Linked DNA regions of Mus musculus: regions 2, 3 and 4 are each linked to region 1. The links are chromatin contacts, called in public Hi-C and HiChIP or PLAC-seq maps. All regions are on one chromosome and are shown on one strand. The core of a region is the stretch at or near the end of the contact, and the rest is flanking DNA. Distances in the headings are between cores, read along the strand shown. Region 1 holds the start of Gab2 (growth factor receptor bound protein 2-associated protein 2). Region 2 holds the start of Aamdc (adipogenesis associated Mth938 domain containing). Region 3 holds the start of Kctd14 (potassium channel tetramerisation domain containing 14). Region 4 has its middle 16 kb from the start of Alg8.

Region 1 (6,978 bases), core at 2,364-4,863:
ATGTATTTGTGTGATCTCATGCATGTATGGACTCAGATACATACTTGGGAATGAGGCTGTTTCTTTTGTCAGCCTCTCAGTGCAACCACATGCTGCACCAAGGGTAATACTCAATATATTCCTTTTCCTTCCTACCCAATGTCTTTAGTACACACAACAAATATTTTCTAGATCAGCTGTTATTTCATATGTATAATCAGTTATAAAATCCAATGAGAAAAAAAAATCCCTAAGAACAAAACCCAGTTGCTGGACGTGGTGGCATGGGCCTTCAAAAACAGCTCTTGAGAGGCAGAATCAGGAGATTATGTCAAATTGAAGGCTAGCTTGGGCTACACAGTGAGGTCCAGGCCATCTGGACTGCTGAGTGAAACCCTATCACAAAACAAACTAATTTCCTGACAACATAGCTTTTCCCAAGTTGTGTTTTTCCCCTACTTACCTACCTACCTTTTCCAACAATTTAGGGAGTTATGTTTTCAAAATAGCCTTTAACTATCATGCATTTAATATGCTACTTTCCCCGTTATCTCTGATACTTGATGCATCCTTAAAATAAAGAAATGCTCATCTACAATTCCACATGACTATTATGTATATCAGTCACAACAGCTGTTTAGGGGTTGTGCATGTACCAATCAGGCTGGGAAATACCTCTAAGTTTGAGTCTAATTAATTTGGGCTTCTAAGAAACCAAGGGCAGGGATCTAACCTAAAACAGTTGGCAGAGATTTTTAAAGGAAAAAGTAAATATAAGGTTTGAGATTCAGTGATAGACCTTTTGCCAAGAACCCAAAAGACCTACATTCAATCCTGTGTGTGTGTGTGTGTAAAAGCCAACTGTTTACTCCAGAAATGTAGTGGATGTAGAAGGAGGCTGTACTGGAAGCATAAGTTATTTTGATTGGCTGTTTCAAGTAGGAGGGCTAAACTTCTTTCTACAGTGGGAGAGGCTTCCAGGCACACCAAGCTGTTGCTTGATGTGTCAGATGCCCTAGGGGCTGGAGCCAAAGGGAATGTGTGTGAGAAGGAGGCTGAGGTCACCAGAGGACCCAAGACTGCTAAGGAGTTTAAAAGGGTAAAATCTGTGTTTAACACAAGCCTCCAAACTTGGCTTATTCTGAGCTAACTCTGTTCTAAAAAATACTCAAGAGCTAGGTCATAAAGAGAATCTTCGTAAGTCTGTATCTTCATCCAGTCCTGAGTCAAAGTAGCAACGAGTATCGACTTTTTTTTTACAAGCTATTTCAAAAAACAAAGTTCCAAAGATCTCTAAAGTAGTATTTCTGTTTGTTTTCTCAAATTCAAGGATGACCTGAACTTCTAATCCTCCTTCCCCCTCCCCCTTGGAATGCTGGGATTACAGCCTTGTGCCACCCAGCACTTGTTTATGATGTACTCGGATAAAACCCAGGACATCTTGTATGCTAAGCAAACGTTCTATCAACTATGCTACATTCCTTTCTAATCTGAAATCTTTATTTTATTTTTTTAAACTGGACACTATTTCAGCGGCAGGTCATGTAGTCTGGATTGGCCTTGAGCTCACTAAGCAGTCCAGGATGATCTTGAACGCCTGCCACTCCAGCCTCCATCTTCCAGATACTGGATGCATGCTCATGCCTGTAGGCGTGAACAACCACCCCACCCAATCCCGACAAAGTCACCCCACACAATTTTCTTAACTATTATTGTGTATATGAGAGACTGTGTGAGTGTACGCGACACCACAGCGTGAGTGTGTAGGTCAGAACTCTTCTTCCATCTTTATATGGGTTCCAGAGGATCAAACATAAGTCAACAGGCTTAAGGGACACTGCTTTTACCCATTAAGCCATCTTGAAGTTGTGTGCATCCATGATGGGCACGCGCGTGCGTGCGTGCGTGTGTGTGTGTGTGTGTGTGTGTGTGTGTGTTGTTTGGTATGCAAATGAGAGACAGGGTCTCAAGTAGCAAGCTAGGCTGGTTTTGAACCTCTGATCCTCCTGTCTCTTGTTTCCCAAGTGTAAGTGCTGGCAGTTCAAGCCTAGGCTACAGCAACAGGCAACAGAACAAAACAAAAGAAAAAGCTCCTAGTAATTAAAATATTTTACTCATATCAACTCCCCCCCCCAAATGAGCTTTCAAGCTTAAACACCCCTACTATATTACTGTATGCCAAATCTCTGTCCATTTTCAAAAGGCATGCACTAAATCCTTAGATTCCCTGCCCTTCCCCCTGCCCCCTCTTCCCAGCAAGCAAGTGACCTAAGTCAGAGCCTGGTTTCATTGACACACTTGCACTCCCCAACAACACTTCCTTTGAAAAACAGAATGTCACTTCCTCAGTCCAGAGGCCAGAAGTCCCTTGATTCTGATCTGGGGAGTAGAGACAGGAAACTCTGGTAAGCTTCTGTCCCCCATGGCCAGCCACTAGTGCAGCTGACAGAGGGCAGGGTCTGTTGGGAGCTCCCTTGATGCACTGCAGCTGGAAGCGACCGCTCACTTCCAGGCTGTGGGAGTGATTTCTCAGAGTCCAGCACTCCCAGGCAGCAGAACAAGGACGATTCTTGGCAAGTGGAGAGCGAGAAGATGGGAGGACCTGCACTCCTTTAACGGACTTTCCGTTTCTAAACTCCTCAGACTACCCCAATCTCGGATCCTGGCACCATTTTGTTCTCTGAGCTCGGTAGACAAGAAGTGGGTGCCCCGACCCCAACTGCCAGTTTCTCACGTAGAGGGGACGGCCCGTCCCACCAATTTCACTACACACAGCCAGCTCGCACCACCTAGCAATTCAGAGCCACATCTTCAGACCCCAGACACCAGACGACACAAAACTCTGGCCAGTTATTGAGGACCAAACTGCAGTGTCACCCCGTGGGGCGGAGGACCGCGGTGTGTGTGTGTGGGGGGGGGGGGTATGTGAGAAACATTCGGAATAATGGGAAAGAAGGGGGACAAACAAATGAGTCACTTAATACAAGCGCTGCACATGCCGCTGACGCTGCCCGTGATGTAGTGGCCGCAGACTGGAAGGAAGCAAGGCGGCCACCGGGGAGGGGCGGACAGAGAAAGGGACCGGGAGAGGGGCGCCGGCGCCTCGCCCTTTGTGGGCCCGGGGCCGCGCGGCCCCTCAGCCTACCCTCCCGATCGGGGCGACTCGGCTCCTTCGGCCCCGGGCGTTTTACTCTCCCGGTCGCCCGGAACAATCGCTCCAAACTTCGGCTCGGCGAGCGAGGAGTTCTCGGGGAGGCAGGCGGCAGCCGCAGCCCCGACCTGCGCCCCGCCCCTCGGCGGCGCACCTGTGACAGGTGTGAGGCGCCCCACTCGCGCCCGCCGCTCTCGCCCTCGGAGGCCGCGGGGCCCCGGCTCGCCGCGCCCGGCCTCTCTCAGCGCCCCCATCTCCGAGGCCGCGGGACAGCCCCCGGCCGCCCTCCCGCCGGGCCGCGCCCGCTCGCCCGCTCGCCTCACTCACATAGCGCCTCAACTTCTTCTCGGGAGGCGATTTCCTCAGCCAGCCGGTACACACCACGTCGTCGCCGCCGCCGCCGCTCATGTCGCCGGCTAAACTGGAGCCCGCCGCCGGCTCGCGCGGACAAGGGCGCGGGCGCGGGCTGCTGGGTCAGCCGGCTGCCGGTGCGCGGCTCGCGGGGGAGGGGAGGGGCCCGGCAGCCCCGGGGCGAGGACGAGGCAGTGAGGCGCGCGGGCCCGGCTGCCTGCGCGCGCTCGAGTTCCACCCCCCCCCCCCGCCCTCCGGCCGCGCGCGCGCGCGCGCACACACACACACACACAGCCCCACCAGGGCGCCTCAGCAGGCGGGCGCTCGCCACGCCCACAGCCCCGCGAGGTCCCCGAGGGCAGCCGGCGCAGAGGCCAGTTAGCCTGGACCCCACAGGCCCGGAGGCCGTGAGACGAGCTGTCGCCAGCAGCTGCGTCCTCAGGGTCTTGGTGGCTGTTGTTGGTTTTTTCCCCCCTCTAAGCCTGGAGCTGCAGGCGGGGTCGTGAAGACCTCTGGGTGGTGCCGGTGCTAGGGTGAGGGAAGGCCAGAGGCTATCCACCCTAGGTCGAACGTTGAGCCTATGCTCAACCCCTCTTCCCCAGCGTCGTGGAAGAGTAGGACAGAGATCCAAGGACTGCTCCGGTTTCCTGTCCATTCCCACAGTTTCAGGTTTCAGTAAGTCCGATTCTGGCTGAAATGAGTCCTGCTTCACTGTAAGTTAACTCTCACATCTCTAGGCCAGAGAAGCAGCAAACAGACATACTGTGTGCTGGGAGCTTACTGCATTCACCTTCCACAGCGATTATCTTCACTGCCTTACAAATTGGATAGGTCATAATTATACCCATTTTACAGATAGCCTGAAGCCACACAGCTGACACAATGCAGGCCTTTCTAATCCAGGTGTTTTGGGAGGAGGGGAGGGGAATCTTCTCTCCTGTTTTTTTTTTTTTTTCCCAGAGTGACATTACTGCAGTAATGTCTGTAGATCAAAGGGTGCTTGGGGGGGGGGTGTGGGGGGACTGGACGGGACTAGATCTTATTGCTGAGAAACAAAGTCCAGCTGGCGCTCTCCCATAGTGCCTCTGGGAAAACTGAATCCAGTAAAAGGAAACTGTAAGTTTTGCAGAACACAATGAATTGGAAAACAAGGAGGTATAAAAGAACAAGAAATTGTGATAAAAATGTCCAGAGTTTCCACTCATTGACTTTATAAGAGATCTCTCCTATATAAATGTGAATATAGAGATCTTTTTCTCACTGGCTTGTGCTGAGAGGGTTGAGATAAAGGACCAGGAAGCAAACACCCAACACCAGTGCTCCAGGGGGAAAGTGGAGGAAAAAGAAAAGCAAAACCAAAACCTTTGGTAAGAGTTCTTTTTTTAACTCACAAAGTACCTTTCCAAACAGCATTTAAAAGGTAGGTTCCCTTCTAGTTTCTCATGAAGTTGCTTAGTAACCCACTTTATCAACAGGGAGTTGTGTGGTTGATGCATGAACCGGAGAGGCAGCATCTTGCAATGCCTCAGCATAACCTTTGTTTTCTGGATTATTTTAGTCTTCTCTCTGGGTGCACCAAAGCTAGTTATTTTAGATAGTTGGACATCTTTTAGTCTAACAGATTTTGTTTGGATTGGGGAATCTTTAACCATTTCAATTATAAAAGCTGATTCCTACCTGTGCTTAGCAATTCTAGTCACTCTGAGAGATGAAGGGACCTTTGACCCATTCCACTGACCTTCAAGTATCCAGAGTAGCTCCACAGAACATGAAGCTAGAATGCTTAGGCTGTATCTGGGACCATAATCACCCTTGACTTTTTAATTTAGGGATTCTTAAGCCACCACTAGAATTATGGCCATTTTAAAACCTCTGGCTCCCAGGACCTTAAACACTTTGTGAGACATAAATATCAAAATACTTAGTCTGCCAAGTCAACCAGGAGGCAGTGACTCCCAGTCACAACAAAGCAACCCTGATTCCATTCACATTTGAGTCCTGGTGCCAAATCTCCAGGATTGCAGCCTGAGAAATCTGCAAAGACTGGCTGCACCTAGGGTTGTGATGGAAGTCAAGCAGACATATGCCCTACCCTCTCCTAGGAGAGCGGGAATACTAATCCGAGAATTGTGAGATTTAAGACACAGGCGGGGAGACTCATCAACTATTAGTCTGGGTTGGTTTTGTTTAGCAAAGACGGGTTGTTATTTTTAAGTTCATGAAATTGGCAGTCTGGTGTTATGTGATCAAAAACAGAAAGGGTCTTGAAATATAACAGTTACAGAGCTCCGGTTTGGGGAATCTTCAGAATGTCCCAATCCTTCTCCAAAACTCAGCAGGGGCTACACATAGTGCCCCTGCTCTTCTGCCCTGACTTTCATTGTCTGTCCTTATTAGTGGGTGCCCAGAGGTGCTAGCTGCACACAGGGAGCATGACTGTTGTTGGGCTCCCTGGCTCTGTCTTCAGACTCTCAGAAGTGCGTGAGGCCTGGAGACAGCCCTTGGACAGAATGTTCCTGTCTGGACTTTCACTATGTCCTCTCCATTCGCTGTTGTGTCCCCAGCCCCCCATCTCCCTAGAAAAAACTGGAAAACAAATTATGTGAATGATTTATTAACGTGAAGATGGGCGCCATCTATTGGAAATAGTTAAAATGACACCGACCCCTAAGCCCTGCAAGGACATGCTTCGCTAGATTGTAATTTAGGCAATTTTGATTAAAGACCACTGGTATTTCCTAAGAGGAATTAATAGCCAGCCCCAAGAGTTCTTTGGGACATTAATCCCATATTCCCATTAAGTTCCCAGGAAATGAACATTTTAGGGGAGGTTGTCATGCAGAGATTTAAAACAAGCACACATTGTGTGTGTGTGTTGTGGGGGGTAGGGGTGGGCAGACACCACCTATGCCTTGTTGCCATCTCCTCCACAAAGCCTGGGCTCTAATGGGTGAGTGTGGCTTTGAATGTTATGGGAGGCAGCCTGCATTCGTGCCTGTCTCAAAGCTGAGGATTTGTGGCCAGCAGCAGGTGCATGGCTGGTGGAAGGATCCCAGGAATGGGTTGAGAGAGCTGGAAAGAGCTGTCCTCAACTGCACACCAGGCTGGAGTGATTAAAAACCATTCTCACGAGGCTTGACGTCAGTCGTTGGCCTGCTAGTGGGGTTGGATGTTTCTGCCTTTTCTTCCCTTCAATTGAGAAGACAGGTTCATTTCAGAGCAGAGTGCTGCCTGTGCAGTCAGTGTGAGCAGATGAGCCATCTCAGCTGGTGACTTTCGGGACACACACCTCTCAGGGATGTTTGTTGGGTGCCTCCTGGTTGTTTAGAACCAACTTTATTACCCTCATCAACTTACCATCTGATTACCCAAGGCTGAGGATGGTGGGCTTGGGGTGTGATTAAGACTTAATTTGGTTTCTTCTCTATGAATTGTTAAATAAACTTCTTTGAAAAGCTTAAGCTAGTCCAGTTTTCCACTCTTACCTTTGTCAATAG
Region 2 (6,978 bases), core at 1,356-3,855, 500 kb before region 1:
TATCCAATATTCAAAATCAAATGGCACACCAAAAAATCTATGTCTGGCTCTTAACTTGGTCCAAATTCTAAAAACATTTCCCCTCAAGTACTCACATTTTCTGACGAATAAATTACTATTAATTTTAAAGTATCCTAAAATTAAGTGAGGGTACTACTACACTTCACAGTGACTACTTTCTTCAAAAAGAATGTGAATATATTTTGATAATGAAATTAATACACTAGAAGCTTAATGTTTAAAGAAAGTCTGCAAAAAATCTTAACCTAAAGTAATTTAACTCTGATTTCATAGTTTAAAAAACTAGATTTTTATAGCCAGATACAGTCTAAGAACTGTGAACCAGTAAAGAGATGCAGAGCCTGGCGTAGTGACAAATGCCTTTAATCCTAGCACGAGGCAGGCAGAGGCAGGAGGATTCCTAAGAGTTCCAAGCCAGCATGGTATACAGAATTCCAGGCCAGTCTCAAAAGAGAAAGTGGAAAGAAAGTATACGACCATTGTACCAATAACTGCTGTAGGATTAATACTTAATAACATTGTATATCACACATTTTCTCTACAGGTAATACTTTGAATAAGTTCACACTTGGGTCTTTCCTTAGCTATGTAAATACATCATATCGGAAACGTATTTTCTATACAGAACAAAAAAGCAACTCTGCTTTCTTAGAAAGGTCACAGCTATCATGCCTTGTACAATACCCAGTCCACCCTGGTCATCTACGCACAGATCAAAAGAAAAAGAAGAAAAGAAGACCTATTTGGGAAACGTTTCTTCTTTTGCCAAGGGCTGTCGCTAAACAAAGGCAATGTTCGGAGTACACAAATTAGGCTTCTCCTAGGGAAATAAAGTACCAGAAAAGGAGCGGAATGGATCGGGACTAATAGGGGAGAGGGTTAGCGCTCAGCGTGTAAAGACTGCAAGCAGCAAACACAGCGCTGAGATGCTCCAGCAAAAGAACCACGACCAGCAGCAGCAGCAGGAAGTTTCAATGGGGCCGGGCAGAGCATGCGCCCTGAACCCGCGCGGTGGCCTTATGTGGAAGGAGCACCACTTGCGAACACCAATAATAGACCAGCGGCACCAGAGAGAAACATGAGCAACAAGCACCTTCTTCAACTGTTTCCCCAGCCATCTGAGCCCCTCCTCCAGCCTACAGACTAACCACCCCACCCCAGCCAGCAAATGGAAGAGTGACTTCTTCCCTTAAGCCCTGTAGCTGAGATAGGGGGAAGGGATAGAGAAAAGTGGAGAGATGCTTTTCTATTATTTTGGGGGAGGTGGTGAGGAGAAAAACTATGGAGGAGGAGATATTAACCCTCTCCTACCCAGAGCGGAGAAGCTGGGCCGAGTTCATTTCCCCTTCCTACGCGAGAATAGGGGGGAAGCCCCCTCTCTGGTCATAGACTCAGATCTCCCAAGGAGGAAGGAGTTTGGGGGGCTAGACCAGCCCTCCAGGGGACGGGAAAAGGCAGGAGCCGACTCTCTCGGGGGAGTTCCCACCACCGGGAGAGCGGAGTGTCCGCGGGCCCCCGCCCACTCAGGTGGAGTGAGCAGAGGGGGCGCCGAGAGAAGATGGGCCCAGCCTCCCGGGAGACGGTGGGGCGGATTGGTGGGAGGAGGGGAAGAGAAAAGCGCAAAGCTGGCCGGAACCTGCGCTCCCCTTCCCCCGCCACCTAAAGGGGTAAGAACTGGAGGCAACACCGGCGCGGGGGACCCGGCCCCAGAGCGTCAGGCCGGCACAATACCCCCTCCTGGGCCCTAGCCCACACCCGGTCCGCGACGCCCCCACCTCCGTCCCCGCGGGGCACGGTGGCCCTAGGGGGCCTCCGCCCCGCCTCCCCAGCACCCAGGAACCCCCGGGCTACGAGGAGTAGGGACTCCGCGGAGGCCAATCCCTGGCGAGGGACGGCCGCAGAGCCCCAGGGTATCTATGGAGAGCTAAAGCGCGCCAGGGCCGCTTCCCGCCGGGCTTTCGGGCCGATCGCTTACCTTCTCCGTTGCCGATGTCTGGCGGCGGCGCCTGCAGCACCCGCTCCAGCTCTGGGAACGGCAACTCGGGCAGGTCCAGCAGCGGCCCGTAGCGTTCCAAGAAGGAGCAGACTACGGCGAAGTTGGGGCACGAACCCGGGCAGCCCGGAGGAGCCATCGCCGCTGCCGCTGCCGCCGCCGCCGCCGCCGCCGCCGCCGCCATTTTGAACTGGAGGATGGAGGAGGAGGGGATGGGGGGGCGGGAGGAGTTGGGGGGACCGAGGGATGGCAGGGTAGCTTTACGGACGACAGGAGGCGCTCTCGAGTGGACGCCCCTGCGGCGGCGAGCGTCTCGCGCCAGGCGCCGCGATCCCACAATACCACGCCGGCCCGGAGCAGTCGAGAACTGAGTTAGATCGGGGACAGAGAGGCACTCTGGGCCCTTCACTTTCCGCCCTCTTCCCGTCCCCTTCCCTCTACGACTTCAAGGCTCCGACTTCTTCCCTCCCACTTCGGGGTCGCTACTGCCTCGTGTGACAGGGGGAATGAAAACAAGGGAAGCGGGGCGGAGAGGTTGGGGGCGGGACTTTCTAAGAACGATAGCCAATGGGGGGAGGGGGCGGAGCTTCGGGTGTGGGCCGGCTGAAGGCGAATTCCAGGCCTGGTGGCTGAACCGCTGTGGCTCAGAGTCCCTCGGCTAGCTGCAGGGAAAGGTGAAGCACGGATCCGACTGGAGGAACAACCGCGAACAGAAGCGCTGCGTGAGTTTTCTGCGGGATCTGGGAACGGAGACGACCAAGAGAGAGAGACAGAGAGGGAGTTGAAGAGAGACACCAAGATGCAGCAAAAGAGAATGGCAGGGAGGAGAGAGGTTAGGAGAAGGAAAGGTGCGGTTGTGGCTTGGCGCGGGACCCTGGAGAGAAGTCTCAGAAAGTTTGCTGAGGGGTGTTGCCCTCTCCTGAGTGTTGTGTGACCAAACTTTTCCTGGGGGGACGGTAAACACATCTCACCCCAGACAGAGCTCCCACCGACAGACCGAAGTACAGATAACACCAAAGTCCAACTTGGCGAACCAATGCGTTTTATTTTAACAGGAGCATGGATAAGGGGTCACTTACAGGAGCAGGAATGACTCAGAGACAGCTGCGACCCCAGGGCCCACCCCAGCATGGGTGACAGATTATAAAAACTGCACAGCCTGCAGGCAGCTCACTGCGTTGGCATGTCCTTTCCAAGTGACTCTGGTCTGAACCTCTTCCAGGCAGCTCAGCTGGCTTCTGCTCCTCCCAGGCAGCTGGTCCCATCTCAGAGTCTTCTTTGCAGTGCAGCTTGTCTGAGAGGCTTTTTTTTTTTTTTTTTCAGCTCAACTTCCTTTAGTTTGAGAGAGACGATCACCTTTTACTGTTTGCTCTGACAGAGAGAGACCTAATGAATCTGGTTAGTTTCAGGGACTTCCTGAAGCTGTTTTGAGTTGTTTTACTGTCCTGTTTAAAGAGCTTCCTTGCCAGATGGAACCGGTGGACCAGGGCCTAAGGTACTCTGTGGATCACTAATGAGGAATTGCCTCTGCTGGGTGACCAAATCTGAGGAACCACTCTCTACTCGGGAACTAAGATGCTAAGAAGACTCTGGGCTCAGCTCAGGCTCTAAGTTGGCCAAGGTCTAGAGGGTGAGCTAGGATTCTACTTAGAAAGCTGGGAGTTCGCTGCACAGCAGTAAGCTTGTTAGGAAGCAGAGTTCTACTCCATTCCAGAGTTGGTTGTAGCATTCTCTCAGAAAGAATCCCAGAATGGGGAAAGTCATCAACAATGGAAAATAAATAGAACCTGCAGCTTAGGAAGCAGTATACTGTATGCTTAGGAGCAGGAAGTAAGTTTGAGTTGAACCAGACTTGAGTCCTATCCCTAATTACTTTATAACCTTCCGAAGTTTCTTTGTTACTTTGAACTTTAGTAAAGTGAATAATAATATCTACAGCATGGATAGTTCACAGTAAAGTGGTTAGTATGTTTTTCTGTCACATTGAATGTACTTTGAAAGATTCCTTCTTGTCCTGGCAGGTGGCAGAGTCAGGAAGAACTCTGAGTTCAGGCTATAGAGTAAGACTGTTTCAAAGAATCAAATCTTTCTTATAAAAAAATTATAATCTAGATTGAATCCAGCTATATTGAGCCTACAATTTATTACATTATGCCAAAATTTTAAGAATATATTTAAAACTTACATAACACCTACTTCCTAAAACTAAAGCAACACATATTCTAAATCAGATTAAATAGGAAAATGTGTGACTAAAGAAAGTTTTTTTTTAATAGGCAAATAATTATGCCAGGAACATGGGCATTGGCTTCACAGATAAACATTAAAGAATGTTATGTGTTTCCAGGTAAAAAGAGGGAAAACCATAATGGTCTATATCATTTTCATTAGCAAAGAAACTCATTTTTCAAGAGGAAAGAAGTTCTCTGAAAGTTATTACTTAGAATTATGATTCTTTTAAGATATTATCTGTGTGTGTGCAGACATTTGCGCTATTTGCCTGCATGTCAGAAGACAGCTTTGTTGAATCACTTCTGTTCTTCTACCTTTTATGCGTGCTCCAGGGAATGAACTTGAGTGGCCAGGCTTCCTCTGTGAGCACCTTTATTTACTGACCATCTTACTGGTCTTTAAAATAAATGTTGTCTTCAGATTTATTTTTTCTTAGTTAATGTATGTGTGTGTGCTTACCTGAGTTTATTATGTGCACTGCATGTATACAGGTGCCGCTGGAGGCGAGAAGGCATCGTTCCTCTAGAATTGGAGTTATAGGTGTGGGTACTGGCAACTGAACCCTGAGTCGTCTACAAAAGCAATGAGCAGTAACTGCAGAGCCATCTCTCTAGGTCCAAAAATAATGAGTCCTTTTATTTTATTATTTCACACAGGGTCCCATGTATTCCATTCTGTCCTCCAACTTCCTATGTAGATAGGATGGCTTTGAACTTCTGGTCCTCCTGCCTAAACCTTCCGAACATTTGTATTACTGATGTGTGCAACCATAACCAGTTTGTTTGTTTGTATTTTAAATGATCTTGTGTTTATGTGCACATGCGTATTGCGTAATCCAGAAGAGAGAGCATCAGATCCCCTTGTAAGCCACAGGATTTGGGTGCTAGGAACCATAGGTTCTCTGGAAGAAGACCAAGTATGTTTATTCACTTAGCCATCTATATTTAGCCACTGGAATAGCGAGTCTTAATCTGATCAACAAACCCTCAAATCAAAAATGCCATTAATCCCAGCACTAGGGAGGCAGAGGTTGGTATGTCTCTGTGAGTGCAAGGCCAGCCAGGTAATTCTAAGGAAGCCAAGACTGTGTAAAGAGACCTTTCCTCTCTCTAAGAGAGAGAGGGAGAGGGAGAGAGATAAAAAAATTACAAAGCACAATATGCTTAATAGTACTGAAAATGATTTAAATGGTTCTCTTTTATGTTACATATATTTTACTACAATAAGGGTTTAGGTTTTTTGTTTGTTTGTTTAAGTTTCTAAGAAAATATGGTTGTAGCGGGATGTGATGACACAGGCTTTTCATTCTAGGACCAAAAAGCAGAAACAGGCAGTCTCAGGGCTCAAGGCTAGCCAGGGCTACACAGTAAAACTGTCTCAAATAGGAGAGAGACAGTACAGCTGAAGATGGCTTGCAGTTAAGAGAACTCTTCCCAGAGAACCTAAGGTTAGACTTGAGGACCCAGGTTTGGTTCCCAGTTCCTGTATCCAACAGCTCCCAACCACCTGTAACTCTAGTTTTTAAGCATCTGGTGCCCTCTTCTGGCTTCTAAAGTCATCTGCTCACAGGAAGTGAAGTATACATACACTCAGGCACACATATATACTCATAAATTAATAAATACATTTGTTAATAAGAGGAAATATAGCTGTGGATTATTACTGCAAAGTTTTAATAAGTGGGAAGATATGCATTTTAGATATGAAATTGGGAATATCAAACTAAGAATTTTGATAGAAGTCTCAAAATGCAAAATGTGGAGGTAGGGGAGGACAAAGGAGAATCTGGAGAAGGACCGAAGCGAATCTGACCCAGAAGCTGGTGAGACGGTGCCGTGATTAAAGCTGTGATGGCCTGACTCTTACAAGTTGTTCTCTGGCCTCCACAAGCATGCTGTGACACACAGGCATCCACACACATGACATGGAAAATTAAAAACAGAAAAAAAAATCTTTAAAGAAAGAAAGGAAAATATGAGCCAGACTTCATCTCTATCAGCTGTTTTGTAACAACAAAAAGCCAGGCACACAATATTTTGAATTATACCTTTGTGAAAGAATGTCTATGAAAAGAAACTTTGAAGGAGGTGGAAGGTTTGATTACGTGTTATGTAAACCTTATCAGGTTTCTGTCTTGACTTTCAGCTGTTTTGTTTCTTTTCAGGCAAGGTACCATGAGTCCTGGTTTATCCCTAACTGACTATGTATGTGAGGTTCCCTGAACTCCTCCCGACCCTCCTCCTCACCTCCCAAGTGCTGGGATCACAGGTGTGTTCCACCATGCCCCTCTCTTTTCTCTTTTGTGGTTTGTTTGTTTGTTTGTTTGTTTTCTGTCAGTGTTTTAGAAAGTATCTCACTAGACATGACTCAAACTTGCAGTGGCCCTTCAGTTGCCACCTCCCATGTGCTGGGATTAAAGGCGTTACCCACCCCACCTGCTACTTCAGCTTTCCCATGAGGCCGTAAAATAACATCCTAAAAAAGAAAAGGCTGTCGTTTCTTCTACTGTACTTCAATCCACAACCTCTTCCAAAGGGGACTGTTAACTAATGCTAGAGTTTCTGCTCTTCTAGATTGGATTCAGCATTCCAGACTGAAATGAGAGCAAAGTCCTTAGGCATCTGAAAGTTACATCCACCCAAAAGATGAGAGGTGTTTGACTACAAAGCAATGCTAAGGTCATGCCTTCACAAAGTCCATTGTCAGGAAAAAACAACACACCCCCACAGTAC
Region 3 (6,978 bases), core at 2,616-5,115, 370 kb before region 1:
TTGGCTGCTCCCTTGTACTCCTATTCGTTCATCCTCCGTTAGACTGTGAAGTTTGAAAAGGGAACACTATGCTTGGTCCACAGTCACGTGAGTAGCACCTGCCACCAGGACTCAGCACACCATGGACACGCAGTGAATACCTGCTATATTGAACGAAGTTCACCCTTGGTCCTGACCCACAGGAGAACCTGGTATTCTGAGAAACGCATATCTTGCCCTACCTTGGCGTCTAGCTCAGTGCTGGCTCCATAGATGACCTTTGCCCAGGAACTCATTCAAGCACTTCTTGAGCAGGGAAGACGGAACACCCTGGTGTTAAACATCTTGACAATAGGCAGGTAGCTTTGAAAACAGCCAACAGTGACATACTCATAACCCCACGAAGAGCCGCTTTCCCTAAGTGAGGCAGGCACCTTTAGAAGCTAGCTTCTACACTAAGGCGGGGGGGGGGGGGGTGCCACCCACTTAACACACCCTCAAAGTTGTGTTTTGTTTCAACTAAAACTCTGGAGAACTTCATTGAGCTTTTTGATTTATTCTTTTAGGCATCTCAGCTTAAACTTAGTTCATTATAATACAAGGTTAACATGTCCCAAAAGAGTTGATGTTGGCCAGCCACCTTTCCTTTTGTGTTTAAGACAGTCTCCAGGCTGGGCAATGGTGGTGCATGCCTTTAATCCCAGCACTTGGGAGGCAGAGGCAGGTGGATTTCTGAGAGTGAGTTCCAGGACAGCCAGGGCTACACAGAGAAACCCTGTCTCAAAAAAAAAAAAGAAAAAAAAAAAAAAAAGAAAAGAAAAGAAAAAAAAAAAAAAAAAAGAAAGAGAGAAAGAGAAAGGAAAAAGAAAAGATAGTCTCCAGAGGCCAAAGCAGCACTGTAGGTATGTGTGGTGGAGTTCAAGTTAAAGAATTATTATCGTTATTTGTTGGATTATTGTTCTTTGTTGTTCCTGGTTTTTGGGCAGTTGCTAGGGATCAAGTCCAGGTCCTCCCAAGGCTAGCAAGTTGCCTCTGCTACTGAGCCAAATCTTGGGCATGACTGGAGTATTTAGATATTTTGAGTGTGTGTTCAATGAACTAAAACCGAGTTTGTGTCTTCCTGTATGGACATGTATAGTCTTCATCACACTTCCTTCTTGGGGTCTAGCACAGCTTTGAGAAAATCTCCAGTGTTGGCCTCATCACCTTCCCTTAGTCTTTCTTCCTTCTCCCAAAGTCCAGGGAGTCCGTGAGAGAAGGCCAGTAAGCAGAGAGGGAGTGCTGGAGCTGGCCAGTGTGGGAGTCAGAGAAAATCATCTGTCCAGGCAGGCTGGATATGCTACCTCTACCAGGTGGCAGAGCCACTGGACTGACCGAAGGAGCCACCTCCCCCACCCTCCACCTCCGGGACTACACCAAGCTAGAGGTTTTCAGAGGAACACACGCAGGAACTAAAGCAGACTAAGTGCAGACAGAGAGCAGGGGAGAAAAGGGCAAATGAGAGACTGCACAGAGCTAGGTGGAGCCAGAGGCGGGAATGCACAAGTAGCAAAGAAGTTTACTAACAGGCACAAAAGAGAAAACTCCGGAGAAGAGCGTGGAGGGGCGGGGCGGGGGAGGGTGTCGATTGGGGGTGTGTGCGGGACTAATAGAGGATAGGGGGCAGATAATGGAATGGAGCTAGGAAAGCGCCGGCAGGGGTTGGAGGTGGGGTGTTCAGGACAACCAGAGCAGCGGCCACGCAGGGGTGCACTTACGATGGCCGGGTCAGGGCACAGGATCCGGGACTCCTGGCTGGACTCCTTGAGTAGGTTTACAGGCAGAGCCTCCTGACTGGGTTCCTTGAGCGATTTTGCGGGCTGAGACTGCTTGCCGGGCTCCTTGATCTGGTTTGCGGGCAGGCTCATCCTGGCAGGAAAAGACGGCTCTCAGCTCTCGTTGGGTACACAACGCTGTCTTGAGTGGATAACTTATGGGCAGGGAACAGTCCTGCCACGTGTAGATAACTTACCAGCCGGAGAGGTTCCTGACACCCCGCCCCTGAGGAACTCTAAGTCTGTACCTCCCACTTGGCCTCTTTGGTAAAACTCTTCTAGTTAGTGCTCATTTAGCTGGATTAAAGACTTAAGGACATGTTCTGAGACATCCAGCACGGACCCCATTGGTTCTTTGGGCAGCCATCAACTTCAAGTAACCTGTAATTTCTCAGAAACGGGGAACTAGGAGACGAATCCTGGGGCTCTCTGAGGGTAGGATGTCAGACCAGAGACTATAAAATAGTAAATTGGAAGAAAACCATCTGCCACTCAAAGATAGATGTTGTGAAACTTGTCTGTTTTATTCCTTAGTTCTGTGCTAGAAAAGACTTCTTTAAAAATACTTACGCTACAGGGGAGAACCCCGATGGATCTATGGCTCAGTGTGGTCAGCAGCAGGGACGACCACCAGAAATTTAACAAAAATGAAACTGACTAGGTAGTCAAATTAATACTTGGCAAAGAAAAATAAAAACTGAAGCAGAGCTATAGCTCAGTGGTAGCACACTCCCTTAGGATGTATGACATCTGGGTTTGACCCCCAGCAAAACACACACATACAGGCACCCCACTAGGAAAGAGGAAAGGAAGGAAAGAAGGGGACAACAAAACCTTCCCTGAATGGAAGTATAATTAAACCAAGTTTCAAAGAATGTACACAGATAGCAAGCAGTTCATCAAACAAACCCACAGCTCAAAACCACAAAGCACAAAAGGAAACAAGGCAGAGGGGGAAAAGTCAACAGAAACCTGTGGGGGCCCCTTAGTGCTGAGACTGTTGGGATACAGTGGGAGCTTACTTAATGTCATTAAACAAATAAAAGCAAGCATCTAAAACCTGAGCACACTGGGCTGCAGGCACGGCTAAGTGGTGGAGCGCTTGCCTAGCGTGCACCAGGCCCGGAGTCCCATCCACACAGCTACAAAACAAAAACCAAAGAGTGACTTAGACATGAGTAAAGAACAAGGACGTACGAATTTTTAAAAAGACCACGGAGATTTTTAAAAGTCAAATAGACCCACAAAAATGAAAAGCTCAAGTAGCCGAAATAAATCATAAGTGCAGTTGAGAAGGAACTCAGGAAACGCCCTTGAAGGAGCAACGGTGTATATGTATACTATTCTTAGGCAAGAAAATTGGAAAATAGAAGAACAAAATGCCTGAACTTGTGGGGATGAAGGAAAACAGGTGCTCAAACCTTGCTGATTGGAATATGAACTGCTGTGACCTTTAGACATTAATTGGCCATCTCTACCAAAGGGGTGGGGGAAAGAACCCTACTTTTGGGACTCCATCCGACAGAGATAACAAAAAGCACCGTTCTGAAGGGTATGTGGGTGAATGTATTTGCCACTGATCTGTTTGTGTTAGCAAAATTAGATAGTTAACAGTTGACTAAATCACAGTCTGTCTGTGCCATGCAATGTTATGTGTTAAAAAGAGAGATGGGGGCTGGAGATATGGCTCAGCAGTTAAGAGTGCTTGCTGCTCTTTCAGAGGAGGAGAGTCTGGTTCCCAGCGCTCACATCAGGATCTTCACAACTACCTGCTAACTCCAGCTCCAGGGAAGCTGATGCCCTCTTTTAGCCCCATCCACCCACCCACAGGCACATGCACACCCCACATGCACACATACCTGTAATTCCAGCACTTGGGAGGTAGAGGCAGGAAGAGAAGATAGTCAGAGTTCAACATCATCCTTATTCTTGGCTACATAGCAAATTTTAGGCCAGCTTGGGATACACTGTTGGGTTCAGGGTAAAAGTTGAGAAAACTCATTTCAGATATGGAAGCTTAAAAATGAAAGCTTTGTTTTCTGAGCACTCAAGGAGGTGGCCAGTTCTGGATCTGAAACATGTCTGAGAAGAGGGATTGTACACCATCTTTAAAGGATGGGAACACAAAGCAAATGGGGGCTGGGGGGGGGTGCAGTGTTATCTAGTTGTGTGTGACATTGTGGGTTAAACAAGGGAGTAGCCATCAGAGACTGGGCTGCATCCAAGCACCTGGCTTCAAGGTCCTTGATTCACTCTCCTAAACATTAGGTCCGGAGCCCAGACTGATAAGGGAAAAGGAGCTGCTTGGCTGCACGTAGTCAATTAGGGCAGAACAGGCAATTGTTTATGCAGTTATAGAATGTATGCACTTTCTGTATTCTTTACCAGGTAATAGACAATTGAGAAAACAGAAGTGGGATAGGTGTTCATTCCTAGGCCTGGGAGCATGAACTTGTTTGACCTGCCAGCAAGATGGACAGGTTGTCCCTGAGATGTGTGGACTCAGACAACTGTGTATAACAGAAGATGTTCAGCCATTGGGAAGTCCCCAGCTGCCCTAAGGCCTGGGACCTTGAATTTATTTTTCTCCCTTTGATTAAAAGAGTCTGAAAGTGAAATGGTAGTACTTAAAATAAATTTCTTTTGCTTGTTCCCAACAACACGAGAAGAAAGAGACAAGAAAAAAGTAAGCCTGGAGAGGTGTCTCAGTAGAGCCATTAAAAATACTCACTATGGCTGAGTGTGGTGGTGCATGCCTTTAATCCCAACACCAAGGAGGTAGAGGCAGGGGATCCCTATGAGACAGAAGCCAGCCTATTCTGCATAACGAGTTCCAGGCCAGCCAGATCCTATCTCAAAAGAAAAACAGAAACAAAACAAAACCAAACAAGCAAACAATAAACAAACAAGACAATACAAGACAGCAAAAGCCAAAATCAACAACTCAGTATAGTGGTACAATTTGTAATCCCAGAGCTGGGGAAATAGATACAGAAGGATCCCTGGGGCCTGCCTGCCTGCCAGTCTAGTCTAATTGATGAACTCCAGACCAAGAAGAGACCCTGTGTAAAGACAGACAGGATGACACCTGAGTTGTCTTCTAGCCTCTACACACATACATACACATGCACATGTACATACACATATACATGCTGCTCCATAAACACGCACAGTTAAAAATAATAAAAAGAAAAATAGAATAGTATTACAGCAGTCATGTAGTGGGGATCTGCTGGTGAAAACCATAACGAGTATAGCAAACCATCCTCGTGCAAGTTTGTATCTGCATTTATCGGCATTCTCTGTGTAGCCCTGGCTGTCTGGGAATTCACTCTGTAGACCAGGCTGGCCTTGAACTCAGAAATCCGCCTGCCTCTGCCTCCCAAGTGCTAGGATTAAAGGCGTGCGACACCACTGCCCTGCTGGGATTTTCTTTATTGATGAGTGATGTGGAAGAACTCAGCCCACTATGGGCTGTACCATCCCTGGGCAGGTGGTCCTGGGGTGTGTAGAGGAATTTTAATCCAGCAACATGGCTACTCTGGTAAAGGGATCTCATCCAAAGACATTCTAGGCCTGTGGGATCCAGCTGGAATAGTACGCCTTTACCGTCTCTGGCTGGAATACAGACATGACCTTAGTACACACCTTGAATTCCAAACAATGAAGGTAAAGTTAGTTCGTAGAAGGAAGTAGCCATGTTTGGATGTGACTAATTAGGGGCAGACAAAGTGACAAATCAGAAAAAGATTTGACAGAATGAGTCAGAGATAGAATATGCCCAACTCTCATGAGAACAGACAACAAAGAGAAGGGACTTAAGAAAGCAGCAGATAGATAGATAGATAGATAGATAGATAGATAGATAGATAGATAGATAGATAGATAGATAGATAGATATGACAGTTTTACCAGGACAGTTCTACAGAGACAGGTTACAGCTAAAGACAGAATGAGCCAGAGATTGAGAAGGAGCCAGAAGATTAGAACAGATTGCCAGAGTCAGTTTGAGGCCAAACAGAGCAATTTGGTCATAAGCTGAGAGAAGCCAGTCTGAGTCAGTCAGCTTGGAGAAAAGTTTGTGTCAGAAAAGCTGAGTTGAACCAGCCATCCAGAATTCAGAAAGAGCTAGAAAGGGTGCGCTTATTCAGCACTAAGCCTCCAAGACAACGATTACACCTGGCAAATAAAAGTTGCTTTTACAGAGGTGTATAAGAAAACAAGCTGGGCAAGCCTAGCCGAGCAAGCCAATTAAATTAAATGAATATAATCAGTTAAATATTATGAAAAAAATCATAAAATGAATTAAATGAGATGTCTTCTGCTCTAGTTCCTGCTTCCAGATTTCTGCCTTGAGTTCCTATGGTGGCTTCCCGTCCGTGGACTGTGACTTAGGCGAGATTAGCCAAATAAAAACCTTTCCTCCCCAAGTGCTAACGATCTTTATTATTGGTTGGGTATAAAAGTGGAGAGATTCTCTTTGTTAATACATCTCTGTATTGACATTAGTTACTGTAAAGGGGTAAACTTAAAAAAGCAACACTATGAGGCAAATATAAGGCTTTTAAATGTGAGGACTCTGGAAAGGCTTCAGAGAGGAGGTAAGCTCTTCTTGTGAATGTAAGCTCAGTCTTGATGGAGGATGATGTTTGCCTGAGAGAGACTTGAATTGATTCTTTTCATTAGAGGGCTGTACAAAGGTAAGGATAAGGAAAACGAGCACTCGTAGAACATTGTTTTTGGTTTTTTTTTGTTGTTGTTGTTTTGCTTGAGACAAGGTCTATGTAACCATGGTTGCCCTGGAAATCACTTTGTAGGCCTGGCTGGCTTTGAACTCACAGCAATCTGCCTGCCTCTACCTCCTGAGTGCTGGGATCAAAAGTGTGTGCCACCATGCCCAGCTTGAGCACTGTCTCTTATGTGACACCTACAAATTTTCTAGAAACATTCCAGGAGCAAGGAAACGGAAGCTTGAAGAAATTAAATGAAGATCACATGGCTGGTTGTTCAGAGCCAAGTTTGAACTTTATGACTGTGATAGTGTTGTCAGCTAGACAGACATTGCGATGACCTTGGAATTTGGCCTCTTGGAATTTGACATGTCTGTGGATGAGTATCTTGATTGCATTGATGTAAGAAAATCCACCAAGGGTAGCGCCATACCCTAGTCGAGGCGTCTCCCACT
Region 4 (6,978 bases), core at 2,058-4,557, 270 kb before region 1:
CAGGCTTGGCAGCAAATGCCTTTACCTGCTGAACCATCTTGAAAGCTCCACACCGTCCTTCGGTCATGTGACCAGTTTGCTGTGAGGAAGCAGAGGAATCTGATAACCACAAATGCACGCATATATGTTTGGGGTGAGTCTGGTCAACTACCTGGTTAAAATTTGTGCTAATAGTGAAAAAGTTAGGTGGGACGGGCTGTCCTTTCCTTAGTTGCCTCTGATGAGTTGCTCATATTTCAGTAACTGAGCCCCATTTCTGCACATGCAAGCAACCATAGTTAAGCTTAGTGGATCCAAAACAACAAAAGGCATCAAAGCCAGAGAGGCTTGCTGGGGGAAAGAAGGAGCAGTGGGGAATGAGATGGGCCATGGGGGTGAAAATGCTCCTACTCAGTGTATACATGCATGGAACTGTCAAATAGTAGAAGTTTAAGAGGCATGGGAAAGACAGCCTTGAACTTGCCACCCTGCTCCTGCCTCCTCGGGGACAGGATTACAGGTGTGTGCCACCATCCCAGGCTTCATGTGGCTCTTTGTTACTTTCCATTTAGTCATCCCTGACCCCCAGGGCAGGTGGTGTGTGGATGACTGAAGTCTGGTGGCAGCTGTGTCGTGTTGAATTATGAGGAGCAGAGGGCTTATCTGCTCACATTTGAATGTAGGCTCCTCAGGGCAAGCCCTCTTTCTGCTATGTAATGGTTGCACGATGAGGAAGGATAGAAACCTGAATGGACAGGGTCCACCAAAATCTTTGCTGTCTTTCCTCACTCAAAAATGCCTTAGCATCCCAGTTGGAGGCAATTACTTAGAGAGAGACTCTGGCTCCAGTTTAGTGATGTGTGCCTGGCTGAATTAACATAGCACACAAAACTCTCCAGAGTTATAAGTGCAACATATGTGTTTGTGCGTGTGTGTATGTTGAATATTATTGAATTAGGGCCTCTCATATGCTAAGTACCCAGTGAATGAGGGAATCAGGCACAGAAGCGACATAACTTGCAAATCCTAGAGCCGTGTCTAGATGCCCAGACCCTTCTCTGCCTCCAGCACTGCTCTTTTGTAACTGTTGTAAACTTGACTTTGCTCTTTCCTTAAAGTTCAGTTCAGATACTCCCCTCCAGACCCTGCCTAGCTCTCCAGCCAGGGAAGGGGGCTGCTCTTCTCCCTGCTTTGCTTCCTTACTGGTTGCTGCCCACCTTGGTCGATGATTTTTCTGAAACTGAATATATCCTAGGCTCGTGCCCCAGTCTCCCTGGCACTCATTACTGTGCTTGGATGGGGAAGGACCTGTTTATATATCTGGCCCCATTGCTTCCCTCACACAGAAACAAGGCCAGAGAGGCAAAACAACAGATCTGCATTACACAGCCTGTCAGAGAAAGAGCCAAGGCCGGGCCCTGGAACTCTTGCCTCCTGCCCCTTGCTGGCTTTCCTACCAGCTCACGGGCATGGGACATTTGGGAAAGTCTTTGAGCCTTTTAACATTAATCTTGGCATTTTATCCCTAAGAGGACTTCTTGGCGCGTGCTGGTGGGAGAATGAGTTTTGGCATTCTTGTCTGGAGTCATGAGGCAACAAGGGCAAACAGACAAACAATCCTGAGATGTATTCTGCTGACCCAGTCCTCAAACACATGAGAACAAACCACTCCAGACTCTAGCTGGGGACTGGCCAGCAGGGCACTGACTCAACTTGGACAGAACTCACCAAGCAGGTCCTCCTTCCTCTTTCCGTTGGAGAGGAAGTTTTCTTCTGGCTTGTCTGGATTTATATGTATTTTTTCTTTTTAAGACAGAGTCTCTCTATGGAGCCCTGGCCATCCTGGAGCTCACTATGTAGATCAGGCTGGCCTCAAACTCACAGGGATCCAAGTGCTAGGACTCATGCCTAACTAGAAAAATCTTTCAAGCAAAGCAGAAAGCATGCAGATTTTAGCAGCCTCTAGAGTATCAATGGGAGCTCCAGGTATGGTTTCCCTTGCTCTGCCTCATTGTGTCCTGGGACCTGGGCATGGTTTGCAGCGCAGAAAACGGGAGTGCAAGATTCTCCCTCCCTCTTGGCCTCCTTCCAGTTCCTTCTCCTCTCACAGGGCTTCTAGGACAAAGTAATTAAGGCTGGACAGCTTAAACAAAGGCAGATGATTTCCTCATTTCTCCAGAGTCTTGGGGCCCTTGAACAAGGTGTCAGCAGGGTTGATTTTTTTGAAGGCCTCTCTGCTTGGCTGGCTGATGGCCAGCTTCATGGCCTAGGTGGGAGAATGGGTGGCGATAAGATGGTAAACTCAGGAAGAAGTGAGCCTAAACAGTGCAGGGAACTGCACAGACTCACAGTGAGGGTTTTAGCTAGGCCACGACGGATTTTACTTCACCTATGACAACGGCAAGACACAAGCTGATTTTATGTTCTATCACATAGGAATAGAAGCTGATAATTAGACTCTTAATTGTTAAGTTTTATCCTGATTTTATTGATACTGGAATTTGAGACAAATATATGTATTGATCGATGAGAGATAGTATGTCTAGTTTTCTGGCTCTTGGCAGCAAGATCTACTTAAGAAGGAGCGGTGTGGGTATTTGGGTGGAGCCTAAGAGTCTGGCTGATATTCAATATCAGGTTTCTGCAAAGGAGTAGAAGGTGTAGGGTCAGGCTGGCAATCACTGGCAGAACTATCCAAATCTGGCTGTTAGGGAAATCTAAGCACTGCTTATGTCCCACTTGAGTTTTGGTGGGTCCTAGGAAATGAACCTATGGCTTTGAGTTCTTGTTTCAGAGCTACTACTCACTGACCAAGGGGTTGAAAGGAGAAAGGCTTCCAAGTATGAAGAGAAGCTTTTATGTACAGCATAGTGGGTAAGAGAGGAGAGGCGTCAGGGGCCCTGGAGTCTGGCCTTGCGAAATTTACCGAGCTGAGGACCTCCCATGGCTACAGCTGCCTGGAGAGAAAAACAAAGAATGCAGGCAGGAGGCAGTCGCACTCTCTGTGGCAGCACAGGCTGGCCTCAGCTGGTCATCTTCCCGACTGCAGGCATTTTCATGTCCATTTCTACACACCGCCATCGAGACTGAACAGGACAGTGCTGCTGTTTCAAGGTGCGCGGCAGAGCCAGGATCCAAACTTTCTCTGTTGGACTTTTACAGCAGATCTCTTTCCTCTCCATCTTAAGTGGCCTGTCCCAAGCTTGCTTTCAACTTAGTGTTTTTGATTCTGTGCCAAAAGTAGCCAACAAATGTGACATTCTGGAAAGTCCCTGAAGGTTCTGCTTTCTGTCACCAGCTGATTAAAAATGAGCCTGTTGTCTTCCTCAGCAAAGTTGGGTCTGGGAGCGTTGCTTGTCTACTCTGGCTTCCTGTCAAGGAGGCAGCGACACCATGAGCCACACCCTCACAAAAGCTTCTCGAGGGCTCCTGGTGTGACCTACTCTTTGAGTGACTTCACTTTGCCTGGCCACTTATCCCTATAGCACTTAGTGCAATCCAGTCCACACTGGGAAACACAGTGTAAAATAGTCTTATGATGGCTCATCAACTTAGCATCTTGGTTACACGTTCATGACACAAGATGAAAGGCTGACTGGAAACACAAGAGTCCAGTCCTCTGCCTGACAGATGCCTGAAACCAAACATGGCTTTTTCTGAGCTCTGCTGGGATGTTTCTATGGTAGGAAGGTGATCTTACCATCCAGCTCTGGCTAGAAAAAGACTTCTAGCTCGTAGATAGAATAGCTGCTATGTTGCATTTTGCTGAGGAAGCTTTCAGGCCCAGGACAGTGAAGAGATTCACTCAAAGTCATTTGCAAAAGGAAAGTCTGATTGTGAGCCTTGGCACTGGGCATCCTATTCTGTCCTTGGCTTCACAGTTGAATGGATATAACTTTGAAAGGGGACTCAGTCTGATCAGTTCCTAGGAAGATTTTTTTTCCCCCAACTAGGCCACTTAAATGCTACTTAATTAAATGTAATGTTAGCTAAAAGCATATTATGTGCAGGGCACTGTACTTCAGTGTGACCACAGGCAAGTCATTTCACCTGCTTGCACCCCAGTGTCTTCATCTATGAAACCAGGTGCAGCTACAGCAGCTTCTCTTCAGAGGTTAAATGAGGGCAGAGAGGTAAATTTGGTTGTAAAGAGCGAGGTGATATGTCTCTGGAAGCATCACCAGGCTGGCCAGTCTGCTTTTGAGGTAGGTCCATGCTACATGGAGCCCGCCTCTCTTTCCCACCAGCCTTCCCAAATGTGGCTATATGGGTTTTATGATCTCACAGATCACATCTATGGGATATGTTTGTTGTTTAGCAGAGTTTGCAGATGTCATAGTTTGGGTGGGGGGAACATAATAAACAGAAAGGTTTATAACCAATAGGAGAAAGCCTTGTTTCAGTGCTGAGGATAGGACCTAGGGCTTTGTACATAGTTTGGTGAGTATCCTGGCTCTGAAACAGACCCTAAAGGATACAACTTTTTCCCTCATAGTTTTAGAGGCCATTAAGTCTAAGATTGAGGTACATTACGTATCCATCGAAAAACTATGCATTAAATCAGCTTTCCGTGACTATAAAAAGTATCTGATATAGGTTCTTATGAAATAAAGAGAGATTTGGTTTTTGTAGTCAGGGATAAAACCTAGTGGTTACCTAGCAAGCACAAAGCCCCGGGTTCAATTCCCAGTAACTATCAAGTTTCCTTAGATTGGATATGGTGATCCACGTGTGTAGTCCTAGCACTTAGGATGCTAAGGAAGGATTGTCACTTGGGGGCAAGTCTAGGCTTGCATTGAGAGGCCAACCTGGGCTACATAGCTAACTTGTCTCAAAAAAAAGTTTCCTTTTGAGTGGGGCCTGTGGTGAGGGTAATACATCATGGGAGGAGTACGTGTTAGAAGAAGTTACATCTCAAGTCAGGAAGAAAGGCAGGCAGGCAGATAGAGAGACACAAACCCACAATTCCTTTCAGTGAGCTAAGAACCTCCCACCACTCACCTCTCAAAGGCTCCTGGGAAGCAAGCCTTTCATCCGTGGACTTTTGTGGACCATTTATCATCCGAGGTATTGCTGTTCCCTCCCTGGCTGATACACGGCCATCTTTTCACTGTGCTCTCATGAGGTAGAAAGGGCAAGGGCGTCCTCTCCAGCCTCCCTTAGAAGGTCACTCATCCAATTATGAGTTTCTACCCATGACCCAACCACCTTTTCAAAGGTCTTACCGTAGAAAGCTGACTTCTGCCTGGAAAGAGCTTGTTTTAGTTAGGGTTACTATTGCTGCAATGAAATACAGTAACCAAAAGCACTTGGGAAGGAAAGGGCTTGTTCAGCTCATACGTCCATATTGCTGTTCATCAACAAAAGAAGTCAGGACAGGAACTCAAATGTCAGGAACCCGAAGACAGGAACTGACACAGAGGCCGTGGAGGAGAGTTGCTTACTAACTTGCTTAGCCTGCTTTTTATAGAAGCCAAGACCACCAGCCCAGGGACAGTACCATTCACTACGGGCTGGGCTCTCCCCAGTCAATCACTAATTAAGAAATGCCTTATAAAGCCGGGCAGTGGTGGCGCACACCTTTAATCTCAGTACTTGGGAGGCAGAGGCAGGTGGATCTTTGAGTTCAAGGTCAGCCTGGTCTACAAAGCTAGTTCCAGGACAGTCAAAGCTAAACAGAGAAACATAACCTCACCCCTGCACTCCCCCCACCCCACCCCGCCCCCACCCAAATCTATACAGCCTGATCTGGAGGCATTTTCTCAGTTGAGGCTCGCTCCTCTCTGCTGACTCTGTGTCAAGCTGACACAAGATGAGTCAGCATAGGGCTGTGACTGGTTGATGTCCCTGTGCTACAAGAAAAAGTTCCAGTGGACTTTCCGTCTAAACAGCAAGGCAGAGCTCCTTCACTTACAAGAAAGAGTGGCAGAGATGGAGACATCTTTTTTTTTTTTTTTTTTTTGAGACAGGGTTTCTCTGTGTAGCCCTGGCTGTCCTGGAACTCACTCTGTAGACCAGGCTGGCCTTGAACTCAGAAACCCGCTTGCCTCTGCCTCCCAAGTGCTAGGATTAAAGGTGTGCACCACTACTGCCCGGCAGATGGGGACATCTTACTCTGGGCTCCCGAACTCTGTGAGCCTCTCTTCTCTCCTTTGCAGTGATACCACATTGGTGGCTTGAAATTAATCACTCGAGCGCATTTGTGCCATGGCGACTGGTGCAGGCTACCAACTTTGCCCCAGAGATGTGGCTGTTGATGGTTTATCATTAACACGTTGGGTGAACAACAATGATAAACATCCCCCTGAGGTCCAGGGGGGCTCAAGAGGGTCAGGACTCATCTGGTGAAGAAAGCAGAGCCTATGCAGAGTGCTAGGGACGAGTAGAGGCTTGCTGGGAAGACAAGGAGGTAGAGGGGCAGCCCAGGCAGAAGTGTGAGCTAGCACACCGTGTCCCACGCCTCAGGAGGAAACTGGATATGAAGACGCTTGGAGGTAGCGAAGGGTGTTTATTACATAAATTCAACACAACACTAGGGTCTGGGAGAGAGCACACACCCTTTGTTCTTTAGCTGCATGGATTCCCAGAGGATTTCAAATGTGGCTTAACTAGGCCTATGTCCAGCTCCTAGTAAAAGGGAACCTAGGCCTTGGCAGGCTGAGGGCACCTGGCATAGAGGAGAGTGTCTTGGAATACTCTAGCCTGCCAGAGAATTGGAAAATGGTAAGAGAAGCTTAGAAATGCTGTGGGAATATTGGCAGCAGGGATGCGAGTCAGACACCCGTGGTTCAGATTTGTTACCCATGTGATTGGCTGACAGCACCTCCCTCAAAGTCCATCCAGTCAGCCTTTGGGTCAGGTGGGACCTGGGAGCTGTGGGTGCTCAGTGAGCCTCTGGCGTTGACTGGCCAATCTTTCTCCTCAGTGCCACCAGACTTCTACTCTTGGCCTGTCGTACACTGTCCCAAAGGTTCTGAAGTAGACTGAGGGTACCCAGCT

What was found. A called contact is a pair of places that touch in the nucleus more often than the background predicts. HiChIP or PLAC-seq counts read pairs in DNA pulled down with a chosen protein or histone mark.
Region 2: a Hi-C map of muscle stem cells shows a contact between it and region 1, with 5 times the contacts expected there. The contact joins the promoter of Aamdc here to the promoter of Gab2 in region 1. A contact is called at or near these places in 4 of 39 promoter capture datasets (the 3T3-L1 cell line, cranial neural crest, hippocampal neurons and 1 more), 6 of 484 Hi-C or Micro-C datasets (the G1E-ER4 cell line, cerebral cortex, embryonic stem cells and 3 more) and 1 of 9 other capture datasets (adipose tissue).
Region 3: a FOXA1 HiChIP or PLAC-seq map of pancreatic cancer cells shows a contact between it and region 1. The contact joins the promoter of Kctd14 here to the promoter of Gab2 in region 1. A contact is called at or near these places in 1 of 39 promoter capture datasets (the C10 cell line) and 2 of 115 datasets of contacts at active chromatin or transcription factors (acute myeloid leukemia and pancreatic cancer cells).
Region 4: an H3K27ac HiChIP or PLAC-seq map of bone marrow-derived dendritic cells shows a contact between it and region 1, with 5 times the contacts expected there. The contact joins the enhancer-like site here to the promoter of Gab2 in region 1. A contact is called at or near these places in 7 of 39 promoter capture datasets (the C10 cell line, the HPC-7 cell line, cranial neural crest and 3 more), 2 of 15 datasets of contacts at CTCF or cohesin (the G1E-ER4 cell line and pro-B cells), 18 of 484 Hi-C or Micro-C datasets (B cells, the Ba/F3 cell line, the G1E-ER4 cell line and 11 more), 16 of 115 datasets of contacts at active chromatin or transcription factors (the 230-238 cell line, acute myeloid leukemia, bone marrow-derived dendritic cells and 11 more) and 1 of 9 other capture datasets (adipose tissue).

The regions. Positions count from the first base shown.
Region 1 is chr7:97,078,386-97,085,363 of GRCm38.p6, reverse strand. Gab2 (growth factor receptor bound protein 2-associated protein 2) reads right to left here and starts at 3,613. Exons shown (of 10, transcript NM_010248.2): 1 at 3,458-3,613. The coding sequence starts at 3,538.
Region 2 is chr7:97,575,124-97,582,101 of GRCm38.p6, reverse strand. It overlaps Aamdc (adipogenesis associated Mth938 domain containing), which reads left to right and starts at 2,605. Exons shown (of 5, transcript NM_001177945.1): 1 at 2,605-2,736; 2 at 6,411-6,514. The coding sequence starts at 6,449. It overlaps Rsf1 (remodeling and spacing factor 1), which reads right to left and starts at 2,206. Exons shown (of 16, transcript NM_001081267.2): 1 at 1,997-2,206. The coding sequence starts at 2,198.
Region 3 is chr7:97,448,221-97,455,198 of GRCm38.p6, reverse strand. It overlaps Kctd14 (potassium channel tetramerisation domain containing 14), which reads right to left and starts at 3,865. Exons shown (of 3, transcript NM_001136235.1): 1 at 3,653-3,865; 2 at 1,737-1,887. The coding sequence starts at 3,714.
Region 4 is chr7:97,351,645-97,358,622 of GRCm38.p6, reverse strand. No RefSeq gene overlaps it. Among named protein-coding and RNA genes, the nearest start is that of Alg8, 16 kb to the left of the region's middle. Within about 2 kb of position 3,307, at least 115 of the 459 cell types and tissues checked have an H3K27ac peak or open chromatin away from gene starts, as enhancers often do. A contact at or near this core is called in B cells, the Ba/F3 cell line, the HPC-7 cell line and 11 more, where this site is marked.